Linked DNA regions of Zea mays: region 1 is linked to region 2. A link is a contact called in public Hi-C data. All regions are on one chromosome and are shown on one strand. The core of a region is the stretch at or near the end of the contact, and the rest is flanking DNA. Distances in the headings are between cores, read along the strand shown.

Region 1 (2,700 bases), core at 110-2,609, 600 kb after region 2:
ATAGCCATTGGATCTAAACAATTTTCTAAAAAAAAAGTTACCCGCTTCTAGTATTATGATGTTTTGGTAATTTAAAACTTTTTTTAGTTTATGGTTATAGCTTTACCAATATATATAAGCTTATATTTGATGCAGTTTATGGTTAGCAACCAAAATATAGTTTCGTGGTGTCATAAACTATAAAAGATGCAACAAGAGATGATATAACTTAAGGTTTCAACAAGGTACATATTGGAAATCCGCCGAGGTACAATGCAAACGATGAAAACACATATATATAGAGTAATTGGTAAATTGATCACAGTTAAATACAGATTATAGATCGAGTATACAAATAGGCATTTCATGGAAGGAAGGAAGAGAGATCGAATAAAGATGGTCGATTTTGATTAGTTGTACAATTGCTAAATTTATTCATGAAACTTTTAAATATTGGAGATATGAGAAGCTTCTATTAGCTAGGACATGCTGAAGCACAGACTGAGGTGCTAGTCTATCTATCTTTTTTTTTTATTTTTTGCATTGTACATGGCCTTCTTATTGGGCTGCATATATAAACAATCTGATGATAAACAGTCCGGCTTCAGACGTAATCACATTCTATACGTCGGATATTATAGTGTTCAATTCTCTTCGGCCATGAATATTGAATAAAGAATTTGTCATAGTATTGTGGCGGTTTTCGCCAATAGAAGTTGTTGTCTAGTTTTCCTTGGTCAGTGCTGCTCTCTCAGGGGCCAGGGCCAGTCAGTATCGCAGGCCGCCATCACCAAGTTTTCATTAAAGGTGCTACAAACAAACAAGGGTGATGAGACAGTAGGCGACAAGAAGAACCGAACCAGCATGATGCCCAGCGCTCCATCCTGTAGATGGTTACTGCTGTTGCTGCTTGCTAGCTAGCTCCCAAGTGTCAATTTTTGGATCTCCATCCATGGAACCGTACCGTACCGTACCACTCGAACTGGTACTGACGGACGTGTTCTCTTTCAGTTCGGAAACACGCATTGTATGTTTCGCTGTGTGCGCTGGTGGTGTGGCTCAGGTCCACCAGCAACTTGCAGCCTAGTAAACGGACGGACAAACCACCACCACCAGCGCGCGCGCCTTCGGAGAAGCGCACACGCGCCAGAGGCCGATGGGATCATGGGACGGTAACCACTTGGCTGCCTCGGATCTCATCTCACACGCTAACCCTCGCCAAGAACGCGTCGCGATCACAGTTGACGATGATTTAACTCCCCGTTAAAACAATCACTGACACCACTAGACACCAGCAGCGTTCGCTCGCTCCCCCGTCTCCCTCCCTCCCGCACTCTATATATAATCACAGCGCGGCGGCCCAAGCTAGCCGTACCCGTACCCTCACATCACGGAGTGCTCAGTTAGCAATAGAGCAAGCCGTCCAATTCACAGAGCAAGCCATCACCGCGCGGGAAGCAATGAAGGTAAGCCGACGACAGCTCCTCGCAAAAACCTCTGCTTCAGCTTCGTCTTCAGAGCTCTGAAACTGATCTGCATGCGGTTTCTCTCTCTCTCTCTCTCTCTCTCTCTCTCTCTCTTGCTTCTGCGTCCTGTCGTGGCCGCCGCGCGCAGCAAAAGATCGTGATCAAGGTGAGCATGCCGTGCGAGAGGAGCCGGACCAAAGCCATGACGCTGGCCGCCGGAGCAAATGGTATGTACGTCGTCGATCGTCGTCTACTCGTTCGACTTCGACCAGTACCCACCCACACACACAAAAAAAAAAGGTGGTCATCCATCGGTGCTCCGGCCGCTAATGTCGCCCCGCGTGTGTGTGCAGGGGTGATATCGGTGGCGATCGCCGGGGAGAAGCTGGAGGTGGTCGGCGACGACGTCGACCCGGTCAGGCTGGCCAGCTGCCTGCGCAGGAAGGTCGGCCACGCCGACATCCTGCAAGTGGAGGAAGTCAAGGACAAGAAGCCGTCCGAGGACCCCAAGCCGCCGCCGGCGCCGCCGGCGCCGCAGCCCGTGGTCGTGCACCCGCCGCCGCCGCACTGGCCGCACTGCTACCCCGGAGGCTACCACCACCACCACCACCACCACCACCACCCGCCGCCGCCGCCGGTGGTCGTCTGTGACGAGCCCAGCGGCTGCCACATCATGTAATTAGAACGGCTGACATGAATAGCTGAGGTCGATTTTTTTTCGTCATGTAGGTACAGTTCTTTTCAGCGACTTGAGGTTAATTGAGGGAGCTATGAACGATTTGTGCAAATAAAGTTTACTTTTTTTTTTTGCGGAGCCTTTGTGGTTTCAAGTGGTTTTTTTTTCCTGCGTCTCAGTTGCTGGCTTGTCCGTGAAGCGTGCACGTGCTGATAATTCGGGCTTGCTGCACGATCCGATCCGTGACCGCATTGTGATTAGACCATCATTATTCATTATCTGGTATAGTAGAACAGGACAAACGAAAAGTCCAACGACTTTCCAAGGGCAAAAGTTGCTAACGTCATCTGTCAGAAAGAAAACTGACGTCACGCCAACATCAGGTTTAAATAGGCTCGGCATGATTTTTTTAACAAAGAACCGGAGAAATCTCAATAATGCTGGAGTAAGGGGTGTTTGAACGCACTAGCTAATAGATAGTCGACTAAAAATCATGCTTAGCTAATTTGCTAAAAAGAGCTAATAGCTAGCTAATAACTATTAGCTAATTTGCCTCGTGATCTGTTTACGTCGTTAACT
Region 2 (2,700 bases), core at 173-2,672:
GACATTCTGCGCGGTCTTTGCAGAGGCCTCCATGAAGATAAGACCATGTTCCTTTGCGAACTGCTCGCCTTCCTCATAGCTCACTGCACGCCTGTGAGACAGATCACACTTATTCCCAACAAGCATTATCGTCATGTTAGCATTCGCGTGCTGCCTTGCATCCTCCAGCCAGCTTGCAAGGTGATTGAAAGTCTCCCTCCTGAAATTAGTCCAACATGGATTTGGATGCCAGTATCAACACTATTCAGGAAACCGCGTGCATAAAGAATACCGCCCAAGCAGCTTAGAACTTATGTGGGGGTAATCACCTAGTGATATCATAGACCAAAAGAGCACCAGCAGCTCCTCTGTAGTATGATCTAGTTATGGATCTGAATGACTCTTGACCAGCCTGCATAATGTTAAGAGACAACACAATCAAGACAGATAAATGATGCATGTGGCCGGCCACATGGGTATTCCACATCATTAACATCGTGGCGTGGCAGCAAGGATAACTTAAATCAACAAACGGTCATATGGTTCAGTGCGCTAATAGTCAGATAACTCCAGTGGGGTGGGCACACTGATAAAAAAAAGAGATATCCAAAATGTTGTAGTTTCGGAGCTCAAAGAGATACTGGCTGCTTGTATCAGCCGCTGCTAGTTCGACGCTACAGTGACATGTGAGGAGGCAGACGGCCACAGAAGCAGAAGCAGCAGCTGCTGGAACTGGGCCAACTGACTGCGGAAGTGTTTTTTCATCTCGAACTACAGACCCAAAAATAACTTTATGCCACACTAACTGGACATCCTAAATTCCAGTTGGCAACCAGAATTGAGTTCCCATAAGGCCATAAGCAACTGAGGAAGCTATTATGTTGCCTTAATTGGTAGCGGTAGATCGACCTGAAGCAAGTGCAAGTATCTAAGGGATACGTAAGAACGAAGGAAAGTATAGCGGTAAGAACGAAGGAAAGTATAGCGGACAAACAGGTCACCGACCGTATCCCAAATCTGGAGCTTGATGGGCTTGTTGTCGATGTTGATCATCCGGGCCCCGAACTCGACGCCGATGGTGAGGTCGTGGACGGGCTGGAAGCGCTTGTCGGTGAACTGCAGCAGCAGGCACGACTTACCGACGCCTGCAGCAAAGCAAAGGCAAGCAGAGGAAGGCCGTCAGCGTCATCGCGAGCGGGCAAGCGGATTAGAATGGATCTCCATCTCGCCGCGGCGGCGGCAGCAGGTTGGGAGGCGCGTGGATCCAATCGGAGAACGGAGGAAGGAAAAGGGCTGACGGGACGAGACGGACCTGTGTCGCCGATGATGATGTACTTGAAGAGGTAGGCGTACGACATCTCCGGTGGTGGTCTTGGTCCTCCGGGGACGAAGAGCTGCGGGGGGCTTCCGCGTGCGGGGGAGGAATCGGAGGAGGGGTTTGCAGTTGCAGGTTGCGTTTGCTTAGCAAGGGCGGCGGAGGAGACGTGATTACGTGAAGGAAGCGACGGGTTGACAGCTAATTTGGGGGCGGTTTGTTCTTGTTCCTTCGGCGGCGGGGTGACGCGCGGACTGCTTGGATTCACGTTGCGGCTTGCCCGTTTCTTTTTTTTTCTTTTGAAAAATTGTCTTGAGAACAAAGATTAGCTAAAAAAACTAGTTAAAGTTAATGATTTAGCTACTCTCAATAATAGATTTTACAGTAGGCTAATCAACAGACGTTTTATCGAAATAAAAATTTATCTAAGTATATAATAACTGAGCAAATTAAATTTATATAGTTCCTAAAAAAAATAAAAATAACATAGTTTATATTTCATAAATAAAATTGTGAGGAGATGTGGCAACCTTTGAAGATCGAGTTTGAACGCCGCGGTTTGAACACATCTATTACTGCTAATCCAAAAACTGTGGACAATGACATTGGCATCATAGACAGTTCGTTTGGTTTCCAAACTGCGGTGGAGATTGCTCAGCAGGCAATTGACGCTGCTCATGTGGAGGCTGTTAGTGATGTAGGCCTTGTCAAACTAATGGGATGGAGTACAGGCCATATCCACCTGGAAGGTAAGGGTGGCCTGTTTGAGTTTCTGTATAAGAAGGGGCATGCTGACATCGTGGTTGCTGCAGGACCACTAGAAGATGTCGCTGGATGTGAATGATAACAAACGGGCATGGGTTAGATCTGTTACGAATCAGCAAGATTTCTTGAAATCCCAAGCATAAAGTCCAGTGGCTGATTAATGTAAATAACTGTTCAAGTTCATATTGAACAAATTGGCCTATTAGCTCAGTTGGTTAGAGCGTCGTGCTAATAACGCGAAGGTCGCAGGTTCGAGACCTGCATGGGCCATATTTTTGTTGTTTTCCTTTTTTTTTTGACAATTTTCAACTTGACCTTTTTTTGGCATTTTTCAACTTCACTATGGAACAAAACTTATTTCTTTTTTACTTTTCCATCTTGCAGCTGCATACCACTTCAGTACTTCACTCTACGACATACTCCCTCCGTTTCTTTTTATTTGTCGCTGGATAGTGCAATTTTACACTATCCAGCGACAAATAAAAAGAAACGGAGGGAGTACCTTCCATGTTTTTGGTTGTTTCTCGTTTTTTTTTTGACAATTTTCAACTTGACCTGAGAACATTTTTTTTACATTTTTCAACTTCACTCTGGAACAGAATTTATTTTTTACTTTTTTCATCTTGCAGCTGTATAACACT

What was found. A called contact is a pair of places that touch in the nucleus more often than the background predicts.
Region 1: a Hi-C map of leaf shows a contact between it and region 2, with 8 times the contacts expected there. The contact joins the promoter of LOC100285093 here to the promoter of RAB2A in region 2. A contact is called at or near these places in 5 of 25 Hi-C or Micro-C datasets (bundle sheath, ear, endosperm and 2 more).

What each region holds. Positions count from the first base shown.
Region 1 is chr2:41,639,637-41,642,336 of Zm-B73-REFERENCE-NAM-5.0, forward strand. It overlaps LOC100285093, which reads left to right and starts at 1,360. Exons shown (of 3, transcript NM_001397502.1): 1 at 1,360-1,445; 2 at 1,594-1,672; 3 at 1,799-2,258. The coding sequence starts at 1,440. The coding sequence ends at 2,124.
Region 2 is chr2:41,035,402-41,038,101 of Zm-B73-REFERENCE-NAM-5.0, forward strand. It overlaps RAB2A (Ras-related protein Rab-2-A), which reads right to left and starts at 1,423. Exons shown (of 6, transcript NM_001112608.1): 1 at 1,292-1,423; 2 at 985-1,124; 3 at 309-391; 4 at 1-199. The coding sequence starts at 1,337. It overlaps TRNAI-AAU (transfer RNA isoleucine (anticodon AAU)), which reads left to right and starts at 2,256; the gene lies at 2,256-2,329.